4 separate regions of the Mus musculus genome follow, and all the other regions are linked to region 2. The links are chromatin contacts, called in public HiChIP or PLAC-seq maps. All regions are on one chromosome and are shown on one strand. The core of a region is the stretch at or near the end of the contact, and the rest is flanking DNA. Distances in the headings are between cores, read along the strand shown.

What was found. HiChIP or PLAC-seq counts read pairs in DNA pulled down with a chosen protein or histone mark.
Region 1: an H3K27ac HiChIP or PLAC-seq map of embryonic stem cells shows a contact between it and region 2, with 5 read pairs. The contact joins the promoter of 9230105E05Rik here to the enhancer-like site in region 2. A contact is called at or near these places in 5 of 39 promoter capture datasets (the 3T3-L1 cell line, cranial neural crest, embryonic stem cells and 2 more), 1 of 15 datasets of contacts at CTCF or cohesin (the NIH/3T3 cell line), 1 of 484 Hi-C or Micro-C datasets (nephron progenitors), 4 of 115 datasets of contacts at active chromatin or transcription factors (embryonic basal ganglia, embryonic stem cells and stem cell-derived neural progenitor cells) and 1 of 9 other capture datasets (embryonic stem cells).
Region 3: a contact with region 2 is called in an H3K27ac HiChIP or PLAC-seq map of embryonic stem cells, with 5 times the contacts expected there. The contact joins two enhancer-like sites. A contact is called at or near these places in 6 of 115 datasets of contacts at active chromatin or transcription factors (bone marrow-derived macrophages, embryonic stem cells, epiblast stem cells and 1 more) and 1 of 9 other capture datasets (embryonic stem cells).
Region 4: a contact with region 2 is called in an H3K27ac HiChIP or PLAC-seq map of embryonic stem cells, with 2.9 times the contacts expected there. The contact joins the promoter of 1700006J14Rik here to the enhancer-like site in region 2. A contact is called at or near these places in 1 of 484 Hi-C or Micro-C datasets (nephron progenitors), 3 of 115 datasets of contacts at active chromatin or transcription factors (embryonic stem cells, epiblast stem cells and stem cell-derived neural progenitor cells) and 1 of 9 other capture datasets (embryonic stem cells).

What each region holds. Positions count from the first base shown.
Region 1 is chr10:120,387,890-120,391,363 of GRCm38.p6, reverse strand. It overlaps 9230105E05Rik (RIKEN cDNA 9230105E05 gene), which reads right to left and starts at 1,841. Exons shown (of 3, transcript NR_040626.1): 1 at 1,735-1,841; 2 at 1,366-1,598; 3 at 1-480. The region is part of intron 3 of Hmga2 (high mobility group AT-hook 2); the gene reads left to right.
Region 2 is chr10:120,658,859-120,662,395 of GRCm38.p6, reverse strand. No RefSeq gene overlaps it. Among named protein-coding and RNA genes, the nearest start is that of 4930471E19Rik, 25 kb to the right of the region's middle. Within about 2 kb of position 1,430, at least 13 of the 459 cell types and tissues checked have an H3K27ac peak or open chromatin away from gene starts, as enhancers often do. A contact at or near this core is called in embryonic stem cells, where this site is marked.
Region 3 is chr10:120,338,057-120,341,376 of GRCm38.p6, reverse strand. No RefSeq gene overlaps it. Among named protein-coding and RNA genes, the nearest start is that of 1700006J14Rik, 24 kb to the left of the region's middle. Within about 2 kb of position 1,921, at least 9 of the 459 cell types and tissues checked have an H3K27ac peak or open chromatin away from gene starts, as enhancers often do. A contact at or near this core is called in embryonic stem cells, where this site is marked.
Region 4 is chr10:120,362,267-120,365,954 of GRCm38.p6, reverse strand. It overlaps 1700006J14Rik (a long non-coding RNA gene), which reads right to left and starts at 1,821. Exons shown (of 7, transcript XR_003948966.1): 1 at 1,639-1,821. Hmga2 (high mobility group AT-hook 2) reads left to right here. Exons shown (of 5, transcript NM_010441.3): 5 at 1,659-3,688. The coding sequence ends at 1,703. Gm40783 (a long non-coding RNA gene) reads right to left here and starts at 1,599. Exons shown (of 2, transcript XR_872121.2): 1 at 1-1,599.

The sequences.
Region 1 (3,474 bases), core at 592-3,091, 270 kb after region 2:
ACAGTTGGCACGTTCCGTACGGGCAGTGACTTAAAACTTTAAAAGATAGCGACCGAAATGTTCAGTAATAAGTGTCTGTTTAATCATTAAACAACCACCATTTTCTCTTGCCCTTTAAACCCACCTTCAATCAGCTCGGACGCTGGTTTATAGTCTTATTTACTACAAAGATCACAAAGGAAGGGCTTTTGGGGGACCACTAGCTGCAGCGCCAGGAGAAAGAAAACAAAGGTCTTCTTGCCTCTAGCCCTTGCTGTGGTCACCGCTGGCCACTGTTAACTGTGGTTAATATTGCTGCTTGACTGCAATGTGAACAAGGTGTGTCATGGCAGTTTCTGAGTGAGCATCACCAGGGTTCCTTTCTCTTACAGGAGTAACTGCGCTGCTCTGTGGCTCTCTTTCAGCACGTTTGAGTTCTGTCACTAATTTTAAAAGAAGCACATAGCACACAGGTTTTGAACTGGCCTTTCTCATCCAGACCTAAAAAGAAAAAAAATTTTTTTTAAATTTAAAAAAATTTACTTTTTACAAATGGCTTCCTCTTTCCTCACTTCAAGATGGTTACCAGGTACCATACTTTGAGGAACTGAATGTGGTTCCCATGGTGGGTGGAGGGGGGACATGACAGTTTCTCAAAATGTTGTCTGGTGAGGTACCATCTAAGGCCCTTAAAAGGGCCATGATTTTGTATGGACATGGGGTGTTCCCCAAACAGCTTGTATACCTTATGACTCCTGCTTTGCTGCTCAGTATATAAAGCACACTGAAAACAACCAGCCCTTTGAAGTGGCCAGGTAAGAGAGAGATTTGGTAATTAAAAAACAAAAAGCTGTACTTGGCAGAATTTGAAAGTGATCTCCATTTGCACATTTGCACGGGAGAAGTGTAAATCAGAGAACTTAAGAGATTTGCTTAATGCTTCCGAGAGACTTGGGAGCAGAAAATGAGTTAGAAGCTGGGATTTTTTCCTTGTGATGTGGGCTTTCCAAATGTCTTTACTAGATCAGTGCAAATGTCTTCTGATTCTGCACTTAGACCCTAGAACTCACTGGGTTCCATTCATTTATATCCTCCTCTTCCTCCCTGACCCCATTCTCTTTTTCTCCCCCCTTCCAGCACTCTCTCTTTCCCTCTCAGTTCTGCTCTCTCTTTCCCTCTTGCTCTCTCCCTCTGTCCCTCTCTCTATCCCTCCCTCCCTCCCTCCCTTCCCAACAGGTCACACTCACAAACATTCTGACCTTCCAAGCAAACAACCCAGCCCCTCCTTTACTTTAAGCTTTTTCATTTTCTGAATTTTTAAAAATTTAAACTTGGACCGTGCACAGCAAACTTGTAGAACCTAAATCAAGACATTCAGGGACCTACCCGAGTTTTTGTATAGTCTTGGACACTGAGCCCACAAGGGCTACACTTCTCTGCTCTTGGAACCATTTCCTGTGTCCATAGTCGGGGCAGGGGGCCCTGTGAGGGACTCTGACAAGGCCACCTCAGGTCTCCCGTCTTCCCTGTGGAGGTGTGGTGCCCGCCACACACTGGCTATGGAAAGCAGTGATGATTGTTGTTCTTTCTCAGAGCTCACTGACCACAGAGCTTCACATCTGAAGACGAATGGAAGACACTGGTCATTGTTTTGAATGAGAAAAATGTTTGATGCTGTGCATTTTGATCATATTCTTTTCCTTCTCCTACCTCCTCTCAGATCCTGGGAAGATGCTGCTAAATTTAAAGACTCACCTTGGTTTGATCTTCTCGTCTCTTCTCTTCTCTTCTCTTCTCTTCTCTTCTCTTCTCTTTTCTCTTCTCTTCTCTTCTCTTCTCTTCTCTCCTCTCCTCTCCTCTCCTCTCCTCTCCTCTCCTCTCCTCTCCTCTCCTCTCCTCTCCTCCTCTCCTCCTCTCCTCCTCTCCTCCTCTCCTCCCCTCTCCTCTCCTCTCCTCTCCTCTCCTCTCCTCTCCTCTCCTCTCCTCTCCTCTCCTCTTTTTTCCCTTTTCACAAAAACAAAATCGATTTCAGTTAGATCTTTCTAAAAGGATGTGTACTGAAATAGCTAATCCACCCTGGGAAAGCAATCTTCGAGGTATTTCAAGTCATTTCTGTCGAGCACTTTGGGGAATACCTGTTTCGAGTCCACTTTATACAAAGCTCAGCTGAAAGTTGACTTTAAGGAGACTATTCAGTCAAGTCACTGAACCGGCAGCAAAACTGGCTGTCTGCCCTTGCCCGAGTAAGTCACTGATCCATTAAATGAACTTCTGTAAAGTGTCAGGATGTCGCAGCAGGCACAAAAGTGTATGGCGTTTGGTAGGAAACAGAAATTGTTCTGTGACAGTAAGTAAGGCCCATAGGTGGAAGGAAATCTCGAAAGGTGGACGTGTGTGTGTGTGTGTGTGTGTGTGTGTGTGTGTGTGTGTGTGTGCGTGCGTGTGTGTGTGTGTGTGACAGTTCAGAGAAGCTAAACTGGCAGAGACCATTTTCAGAGCCCAAGGTATTGTGAGTCCTGACCTAGTTGAATGCTTCTAAGACAAAGGCGCCTCCAGGAACTCCTTTGTCCTCTGATGTACGTCTTAATGTCTGCACAAACGCTTCTTTCCTGTGGCTGGACAGTAGGAAGTAATCTATCTTCACTCCTATTTGGTTTGTAAATAAAACTCTGAAAGGGGTCTACTGACCTCTAGACAGGCGGGCGTTCTCCAATTTGTTCCTCTTCACTCTTGGAGTTAAGTCAAAGCGCATGGCCAAGACTACCACCTCTGTCCTTCCGGGACTGTCTACAAAAGACTGAAAAATGTGCCCACACCTGCCCTCTGCAGGGCTGGCTCACTTCCAGCTCTAACGGGGGCAGTGGAGAACTTGGGGGAACCAGAGCTCATATAAGCACTCTGCCTTTGCCCACTGAAATTACAACATCTGTGACACTCAGCCCCCAAAGGGACCCTGACTGTGTCTCCTGCCAGCTCCTTTGCAGCCACTGGGACTCTGTGCCTTGGAATAGCTAAGCCGCCTGCCATTTCCTCCTTTCAAATAATGAAACGTGGAAATGCAAATCTCCTGGGCAAGCTCCAAGTATTAGGTGGTATTTCCTTAATATATTGCTTCTGATCCTTTGGGGGAATCAACATTAGAAACTGACTTTGGAAAATGAAGACGCCATCAAAGTTCTATATTTTGAATAATCAGTATCTTAATTTTTTACAAAGATGACCTAAGTTTTCTTATGTATCACCTTGAATTTTGTAACTTGGGGAGGGCGAGAATGATGATATTGAACAAGGGAGCGCCCTAATTATTTGAGACTTTGAAAAAAAAAAGAAGGGAAAAGGTATATTTTTTAAGGTTTACTGCTGAGCTTTGCTGTTAACTGGGTGTTTGGATATTTACCATCTGCATACAGAGTTAGGCATGGGGCCGCTAAGATGGCAGACTGGAGCTGCACTGGAGGGAAAGACATCTGTATTTTTCACTCACTTGCACAGTAG
Region 2 (3,537 bases), core at 181-2,680:
CCGATTGCCCATAGATTTATGTGCCCTGTGCACAGCACAGCTGCAGTTGGTTTTGAAGAGTTGACATCGTCTGTGGTGGGTGTTTAGACATCTTTGTGTGGGCTTGCTCTCATTAGACTGCATTTCCATGAGAGTATCTCCCTAGGTTTTTTGGGTTTTTTCTCTTTTTTTTTTTCCCCTTAAATTGTTCACAGTGACTTAGAAGATCTTTGTCCTAACTGTTCAGGAACAAAGGTCAGTGTAAGACCTCACACCAATCACTTCCTAGTGAGCATTAGCATCTACTGGGGGTGGGGGGCACGCCTCAAATGGTAGGTAGGTGTGAAGGGACTTAGAGACCATTTGGGAATTTTGTCTTGTCTTTAACACAAAACTGTATGTTTGTATGGGTCTTTTATTTCCTCATGGGACTCAGAAATACCACTTTCCTGAGGCCTCTTGCATTGAGAAGGGGTTTTATAGCTCTTCGAACCAATGAAATGGGAACATACACACTTGTAGCATTAAATAATTTCATGGATGGGGTCGTCCATGAATTCTTTTTTCCCCTGGTTTCTACTGTCTTCCTAGCCCTAAGTTGACTGGAAGCAACAATACAGTAGACTCAAAATATGAGGTAAACCAAGATCTCTGAGTTTCTATTTAGATGGAAATCACCCGAGAGGATTATCTAGAGAGCAACATCTGAGATGGAGGATGGACTTGGGAGAAGCGAACCATTTACTCCATAGATCATTGAAATGTGAGGGTTGATTGTGAAGTAATCTGATCCCAACCCAAAGCAGAAAGCTGTAGATACGCCACCATAATAGGATTCTGGGTACCATTTCCTAAGCACATAGAACACATAAAGGAGTAAGTATGAGATGTTAATACACAGTTTGAAATTTGCCTAACTCTTTACCCTCACATCTTTTGGGTTTTTTTTGTTTTGTTTTGTTTTTTGTTTTTTGTTTTTCGAGACAGGGTTTCTCTGTGTAGCCCTGGCTGTCCTGGAACTCACTTTGTAGACCAGGCTGACCTCAAACTCAGAAATCCACCTGCCTCAGCCTCCCGAGTGCTGGGATTAAAGGCATGCACCACCACACCCGGCTTACCCTCACATCTTTTGCTGTCTTTCATTACTCGGTCCTGTTAGGAGCTTTGACTGACGAATAGTGATAAATTCATTTTTTTGTTCTGTTATATAAGAAATTTAAATGCAGAGTAGTTACCTCGTTTACCCTAGTCTAGAACCACAGACTTGTGGCTGTGCATCCTGGTCACTGCACCCTCGCACCTCCTTAGTTCCGGTTGTTTACATCCAATTAGGCCATTTTCCGCTAATGCTGCAACAGCAACAGTCTCAACGCTTTAAACCAGAGTCAGAGGGAACTTTCAGGGTAGGACAGAAACTCACCTGTCTTCCAGCTGATCCCAAGCAAGAGCGGGGCACATTTAGTGCAGCTGAAAGAAAGGAAATGTAAATAAGGATGGGCGATGGGTGGGGGCGGAGGTGTGGTGGGGGTGGGGTGGGGGAGGCGTACCAGGCAGCATCTTTTGAACCAACTGACATATTCAGCTTGGAGCGTTTGTGACCACAGGGGGCTGTTGAGGCAGACTGGACTTAGATCTGCAGATGGATTAGACATTTATGAGCGTGACTGGCATGTAAATTTATGTGAACTAGCACAAAAAAGACACAGGAAATAGAGTCTCAAGTTCCAGGATGTAAATTGATCACATGTGGAGGGAGGGGCCAAAAGGAATTCCCACCTCACTCCCAGCGTGGGCGATTACACAATGGCCAGGTGCAGCAGGCTGGACTTGCCCTCCTTGTTTTCCTTTTCTTTGGAGTCTCTAATTCTGCCTAAACAAGAAGTGTGGTATTAGGCCATACCGAGACCTGGTCCTGCCGGGCAACTCCTATTGAAAACCAAGATAACACAAATATTTTCAGTTCTTCAACTTTGTGGATGATCTCTCTGCTCTTTTATGAAGGGAAGATCACTTTGTGAGAGTTGAGAATATTTGCAATCCTAGCGTGAAAAGAATTAAAACTTCCCAACCTACACACTGTTCAACCAAATAAAAAGAATTGGAGAGTTTCCACAAAGTAAGGTAAGCTCCTCTTAATTAGTGGAGACTCTTGAGCTACACTGAATCCAATCTAGAAGGACCGGTTGTTTGAAACAAAGCAAAACATCCCCACGCCTCACATTTTAAGCAAGAAAATAAAATGTGCTTTTATGCTGCAGACTTTTGGGCTGGCATGATGATTGAGCATCCTGGCGGAGAGGATGGCAGATTTTATGGGCTGGGTGGGTTCTCACCCTCCATCTTTCCATGGGAAAATTTGTGAAAATATTCAACTCTAATGGTTCGGTGAAAAACATTCGGGCTCCCGGGAATCAAGGAGAGCTAAGTTTTATTGAGGGAGTCCCATCTGGGACCAGAGGAATTAAGAAACAGAACCATGGGAGACAGACAGCAAGAAAGAATAGCAAAACCAGCTTCATGGTACAGCGAGCTCCTCTTTCAGCTCATTAGTAATGTTAGGAATTTCTGCAGTCCAGAGAGCAGAGAGTCAATCAGATCAGAGGTTGGGGTCTGTTCCCTTCGTTCCTCTTTATTTCTTTTCTTCCCCCCCCCCCCCCTCTCTCTCTCTCTCTCTCTCCTTTTTTTCTTTCACTGTAGGACTCCAATGGACTCCCATCCCCAAAGAACCCTATATATAATTTGCTTTGGGGCAGTTTTCCTCTGGTACCTCAAAATGATTCTGAACTGTTGGCAACAACAGACATTGATGTTCATCCAGGTTCATTCTCTAAGCCTTTCTTCCCCAGCATAACTGCTTCCCATGATAAAAACCCAAACTTCCAAATTTGAGGTCATTTTTTTCCGAGTTCTCTTGCCCCTGGCATTGGCTACATGACACAGTTCTGCCCATCTCTCACTTGGGCATTCTAAGACATACTTTCTCTTTTGGGATAAAAAGAGACAGATTTAGGGAGAGAAATTTTTTTCTCTCAAATTCCTACTGCTCTATTTATTCCTGACTTGCAGGTTGCAGTTGCAGGTGAATGTGATGCTTAGTGTTGTAATAGTCAATTGTAACCAAGAGATAATGAGGCTAAAGGGCAGGGTCAGTGTGAAAGGGTTGACCAGATGGACAGACAGAAAAGCCTTGAGCTAGTATCATTATCACTGACTGTGGGTTGCAGTCTTAGAACTGTGTACCTCCTGATTTCTTGTGAAGTTAACACAGGTATTCCAACACACTCCAATGTCTTCTAACATTTAACTTGTGACAAGACGGGGAAGTACTTTTGGTGACGTACTTGTGTGTGTGTGTGTGTGTGTGTGTGTGCGTATGTGTGTGTGTGGGGGGGTACAGCATCTATCTGGGTGCTCAGACATCAATTTTGGGCATTTTCCTTGATTGCTGGCCTTTTTGGTGCTGATCATCAAACTCAGGGCCTCACACTTAATGCAGCAAGTACTTCATCCATTTAGCTACCTCCTCTGAACTTACCACTATTTATTTTATTGTTGTTG
Region 3 (3,320 bases), core at 672-3,171, 320 kb after region 2:
CTCAACAAGAAACACTCTGCTCTAACAGAGTGAGAGGCAAGAATGAACTCCTGAAGTCAGCTCTGTGAGTGTCATTGCATACATACACATTACATACGTGCGCGCACACACGCACATACACACACATACGTGCACACACACACACACACACACACACACACGCACTCACATATCCACACCTACACATGCACACACCAGTAAACTAGTAAAATAAATCAATCAGCCTCTACAAAAGCTTCATGGAATGATGGGTTCTGTTATATGGAAGGGAAGGGAAATCAATTTTAATAAGCTAATATTGGTGCAGGGAGGCATCGGAGAAAGATCATAGTGTCAGCATCTGACATGTGTGAAGTGCAGATGAGACAGGGGGATGCCTGGAGTGTTTGAGAAGACCAATGTGGCCAAGAAACCCGAAAAGGATGAGTGCCACCCTGCTCATAACACACCAATCATTCTCTGATGAAACTCAAAGAAAGTCCTTCTCCTTCTCAGTGAGGACAAAGTCCCATCACAGACCTTCCAGTCAGTGGGTCCTCCTTCTTTCTCCTGACTCAATGGCCATCCTCTAGAATTGTCTCCCTACATAATGTGTTCACACATCTGTGCCTTCTGAGGCTACTCCTTTGGTCCTTTCACACCCTGTTTTGCCAGTATCAGGGAACAAATCCCAAGACACTGTTGTGACAACAGGGTTATATCCGAGTTTGCCCATATGACCTAATGCATGTGTAGGTACAACTGTGTCATCTCTGACATTAAGATTTGCTTCTCTGATGGACTCTGTAGACTTTTTCCTCTCACCACACTGCCAATGTGAACTGTGTCTCCTTCCAGAACACTCTGAGCATTTTTCTTGACCTTGTTTTTAAACCTGTTCCGGGCCGATTGCTTGCTGTCTGCACCTAACTCATGGTTTTTTTCTTTCTGTCTGATGCTCATCATGTTTTAAACTTGATACATCAGTGGGGCCCCAGTTCTTGCTAGAAGCTTGGCCCAGGGCCATGGGATTGGAAGGGGATGCAGACTCTTGAAGAGATTGGATAATGGGATGTCCTCAGGACAGTTGAGGGTACCGGCCTGAAAAAGGACTAAAGTTCTCTCCTGAGTCTCCAGTAGTTCTCTCAAGAGAGTTATTGGAAAACTCTATGGTTGGTACCACTCAGATGAATTCCCATTGGCCTGTCTGTAATCATGGGTTTCCTCCCCTCTTCCCACACTGCCACTTGCCATGCATGACACCACCAAAGGGGGCCCTCACCAGAGCCTGCTTTGTGCTCTTAAAGGACTGAAGGAGCTGAAGGGATTTGCAACCCCATAGGAAGAACAATATCAACCAACCAAAGCTCCCAGGGTCTAAACCACCAACCAAAGAGTACACCCGGAGGGACCCATGGCTCCAGCAGCATATGTAGCAGAGGATGGCCTTGTCAGGCATCAATGGGAGGAGAGGCCCTTGGTTTCATGAAAGCTCTATGCCCCAGGGTAGAGGAATGCGAGGTCAGGGAGGTGGGAGTGGGGGTGGGGTGGGAGGATTGGAGGTACATCCTCATAGAAGCAGGAGGAGGGGTATGGGATGGGAGTCTCTGGGGGCAGGAACGGCAAAGGAGCTAACATGTGAAATGTAAATAAAGAAAATATCCAATTAAAAAACAAGAATTTATTCTTCTGAAAGGTGAGCTCAGTAAATCCCTACCCTTTACAGTTAGCCTGTCTTAAGTGGCTCTTTACAGGGCTGACAGCATGGACTAATGAGAGAACTGTTCAAATACTCAGCCTCAGACTTTGCAAGGAACACTCAGAACAAAAAGGGCTGGGCTTGTTTGGATCAGTTCTGGGTGCTACTCACTGCAGTACCAAAGCTGCCCCAGGCTGGAGCCTCCTACAATCTGCCGCCAACCCCCTTGGAAATGACACAAACTGAAAAGGATTGAAAGGTGAGTGGCAACAGTTTCCTGTGGCTGTCTGGGTGGTCCCTGGGGTGCGGCACATCTTCCCTAGCCTTCTGTCTTTGTCTTTGTTCTCCTCTTAAGTTCCGAAACCCGGTTCAGATCCATCACTTAGGAATAGATGGGAGAATCTGTCCAAGCCTGTCTGAAATTGGGATGCAAAAACCACAAGAATGAAGTTGTGCACTTTTCTTTCTAAAAAAAAAAAAAAAACCTTGGTAATTCTCAAATATGCATCCTGCTGTGGGTAAGAGGTCTAATGAGCTGCGCCACCTGCCTGACTCTGTTAGCACAAATCTTTTCCTGCCGCTATTTTGCCTCAGAGAGTATGTTTTGAAACTTTACTGTCCTGGTTTTAAAAACAAAAATAAAAACAAGCCCACAGGAGCTGTGAGTGAGGCCAGTGGCATGCAGGGGCTTGGGTGTGGGCGGGGACAACTCCTGCCTGCTGGCTCCTAAGTTCTGGGAACAGAAGCAACACTGTGGCAGAAAGAATCTCTTTGTAAAATCGATACCAGCGATGCTGTGAGAGCTCAGGTTCTTTTCTTATTTCTCATCCAAGACTGTATGTTTTAGTCAGGGTTTCTATTCCTGTACAAAACATCATGGCCAAGAAGCAAGTTGGGGAGGAAAGGGTTTATTCAGCTTACACTTCCACATTGCTGTTTATCACCAAAGGAGGTCAGGACAGGAACTCACACAGGGCAGGAACTTGGAGGCAGGAGCTGATGCAGTGGCCATGGAGGGGTGCTGCTTACTGGCTTGCTTCCCCTGGTTTGCTCAGCCTGCTTTCTCATAGAACCCAGGACTACGAACCCAGGGATGGCACCACTCACAATGGGCCCTCCCCACACTTGATCACCAACAGAGAAAATGCCTTACAGCTGGATCTCATGGAGGCATTTCCTCAAGGGAGACTCCTTTCTCTGTGATAACTCCAGCTTGTGTCAAGTTGATACACAAAACCAGCTAGTACAACTGATCCCTCTTCAACTAGACACACAAGCACATCACTATTAAGCCTAAACCTTACTTTCTTAATCATTCCCAAGATCTAAATAACTTTAAAAGTCCCACAGTCTTTACATATTAAAAGTTCAATTCCTTAAAATATCCAAACTCCTTTGAAATTCAAAATCTTTTTACAATCTTAACTGTGGATTCCACTAAAATACTTTCTTTCTTCAAGAGGGAAAAATATCAGGGCACGGTCACAATCAAAAACAACATCAAGGGCTGGAGAGATGGCTCAGTGATTAAGAGCACTGACTGCTCTTCCAAAGATCCTGAGTTCAAATCCCAGCAACCACATGGTAGCTCACAACCATCCTTAATGAGATCTGATGCCCTCTTCTGGTGTGTCTGAAGACA
Region 4 (3,688 bases), core at 572-3,071, 300 kb after region 2:
CCGTGACTGGATGCCGCTGCGATTCTGCTTCCGAAGCTGCAATCCATTCATTTGTATGTGTGTTTATTCCTGGGATTTACAGCTCCCTCGGTCTTTAAGGGAAGAGAATGAATGCTTAAAACCTCTTGTGAAGGACTAAGGAAGTCGTGGGCTGTGTAGCAAGCCAGGATAGAGGCTCCACGACTCTGTGTGTGTGTGTGTGTGTGTGTGTGTGTGTGCACGTGCTCGAATTCATGGGAGGGCATGAGCCTCCTGCCATGAAGGCTTCTCTCCTCCCCTCCCCTCCCCTCCCCTGATTTGCTATGATTTCGAAGAAGCGTCACACATGGTAACATTTAGGAACCCCTTCACAGCTGAAGTGTTTCAGACACTAATGAATGGGAGCTCGGTTGTGTAGCACAGACGGGCTCTGAGGCATACTTTACTGAGTGGTATACTGTAGTGACCTGGGAAAGGAAGCGGGGTATAAATTGTGTCAGTTAGCCACCCAGACGAAATGAAGCCATGTGGAAAATCAAATCTATTAAAGTATGAAGGCTGTTGTAAGCTGGCCATTCTTAAAGGGGCTTCATTGGCTGCTGGAGTAAATGTTTACCCCTCTCCCAGATCTGTTTCACATGCCGTCTTTGGAGCCAGCCGGCAGCGTTTGATAAAAATCATCCTCCCACTAACGACACTCTTTATCGGAAATGTTTATTAGCTCCGCTTTACCGCCCATGTCCTGAAAGGTATTGCAGGTTTGTTAAATAAGCAGAAGTTAAAAAGAACTTTGTAGCTCACACCAGCTTGCAGGAACCCCAACAAATTCCAGAGCCATAAGGAATGAGGGGAAAGGGGGGCTGGGGTGGAGTTAGATTTATATGGGCGAGAGGCCCTGAGAAAACATATATATTAGGTTTTCTCTGCTTGGCTGGCCCACCGTTAAATGTTTGCCTGATGTTGACGGATTTAGTATTGAGATTGAACAGTTATGTCAAACTTAGCCCATTGCCTCAAAATGTGTTTTAATAAATGTAAAAATAAGGAAACTGCTCTCAGGAGCAATGTACTTGCAGGATGGGTCTGCTGTCGCTCTCCCACAGCCTTGGCTGAGGAGTTGTATACCAGCCCTGTTTGACCCAAACCTGCCCCTACTTGCCTTATATATAAGGGGTATATTGTTTGTCTGTACACTAAGGAACCCATCTAAAAAAACACACACACATCTAGCAAACGCCCAAACAGCATCAACTAGCAAAAGTTCAAATAGCATCAGCTACCATTACCAACATTTGGTGGGTGGGTTGACTTTCAAGAGCAGCTTTTTAAACCCGATGACTGTGGCACACCATGGGGAGAAACCAACTCTTTCTTGGTGAGTGAAGTCTCCAGAGACCCCACAGGCTACTTCTGACGGTAAACAATTGAATTTGCTGACCAGCAGCCATGGTGCCTTAAGTCAACAGTGACAAAAAACAGCCCAGGAAAAAAGACAACCCCTTGATTCCTCAATGACACGGGTTGAGTGCCTGGGAATAGAGGTCAGGCAGTGTCCCCCACCATGTTCCGCTTAAGCAAGCTCAGCGTGGTGCAGGCGACTCCTGGTTACAGGAGTGGTACTCTGGGCAAGCATTGTTCCCCAAACAAGGCCTAACCCACCTGCCTTCCGTGTGTTGCAGGAGACTGAAGAGACATCCTCGCAAGAGTCCGCAGAGGAGGATTAGGGGGCGCCGACATTCAATTTCTACCTCAGCATCAGTTGGATCTTTTGAAGGGAGAAGACACTGCAGTGACCAGTTATTCTTAACTGCCACGGTCTTTCTACTTCCTGCGGGGTGGGGCGGGGGCGGGGCTGGGCGAGGGGCGGGGCCGGGGTGGGCGAAATCGCATAACCTTGAGAAGGACTATATTAATCACTTTGTAATCCCTTCACAGTCCCAGGTTTAGTGAAAAACTGCTGTAAACACGGGGGACACAGTTTAACAATGCAACTTTTAATGACTGTTTTCTTTTTCCTTAACTTACTAATAGTTTGTGGATCTGATAAGCAAGGGTGTGTGGTTGAAGAAAACCTCTGTGGTGGGCTTAATCAGTCACTACATGCAAACCCTAAACCGGCACCCTGGTGACCGGGGGCATTCGTATAAGAAAAGCATTGTGTGTGACTCTGTGTCCACTCAGATGCCACCCCCACCATGATCATAGAAAATCTGCTTAGGACACCAAAGATGAGAACTAGACACTACTCTCCTTTCTTTGTGTATAATCTTGTAGACACTTACTTGATTTTTTTTTCTTTTTTTACTTTTCAATTCTGAATGAGACAAAATGCTGGTGTATCTTTTCATACAGCTAGCAAACCAGAATAGGTTATGCTCGTTTTTTGCTTTGTTTTGTTTTTCAAAAAGGGAAGTAAACGAGAACCGTTGACTCCTCCATTTATGGACTCATACACAGCAGCAGGAGTGATAAGCCCACAAGCTCTCTTTCCCGCCTCGGGAAATCTACACAGCCAAAAGCCACTTAGCCATAAATGACACTTGTCAGCCTTGAAGCATCGGAGATAACTAGCTGAGTAAAATGATCCTGTTTTGGAATTTAATGAAAAGGTTAACAGTACCCAATGAACCCACCCAAGTGATGACATGGGAGGAGCGAAACCGAAATCTCTTTTGCTATATAAAGGACACTATTTTTTAAAAAAAAATAATAAAAACAGCTCCCGCTCTCTGTCCTCTCTCCCTCCCTTCTCTCCCTCGCCTCTCTCTCCTCTCTATATTCCCTGTTCTTCATTGTGTACCAGTGTCCGTGAAAGACCGCAGTACCACTTACCTCAGATGAAGCCTGCGTGTTACATCCTGTAACACCTTTCATTTTGACATAAGATGGCTAGCCGAGGTGCATTATCTTGGTTCGGACTGCCATCTCTGCATTCACGCTGCACTTTTAGCCAGAGATGCAATAATCCCCACTCCTCAATACTACCTCTGAATGCTACAGTGAATTTACAGCCCTGCACTTGTTACACGCTGCTAGACACAAGCCCTGCAAGAGAAAGGAAAAAAAAAAGCCCACCAAAACCAAACCAAACCTTACTGGGTCGGCATCTCAGCCATCCCCAGTTCTCGACCATTCTTCTCTGTACTCTTACTCCGTCTCAGCAGGCTATGCATGTTTCTATGACTTTTTTTTTTTTTAATTAAAATGTTACAAATGCTTGTGGCAGCTTTCCTGCTAGATTGTTACATTAATTTGAAACAGTTTTGAGTCAAGTTGCTCCTAGGTTCTTAAGGAGAATTTTTTTTTCAGTGACACTACTTTGTATCACACACACACATCTGTAGTGTTCAAATATAAGTCTCCAAGTTTGTACCTCAAATGAATTATTGAAACAAATGGACTTCCTGATTTGCAAGGAACTACCTCCACACTTCCAAAGGAACGAACTTGCAGCCTATATCACTCATTGATTTCCTTCCCCCATGTTTGAAGGAGCTCAAACCTCACCTCTCCCTCATTGAAACATTTTTTTTGGTAAAAGACACTTGATAGAAACACAATTTTTTTACATACTTTTGCAAAAATAAATGAATTAAAATCAAGCCAACCTTCAAAGAAACTTGAAATTTTGCTACAACCAGCTCAGCCTTTTGCCTAATGCAATGAAAAAGGAAAAAAATAGATTTCTAAGATTTGTTGCCTAGAAGAA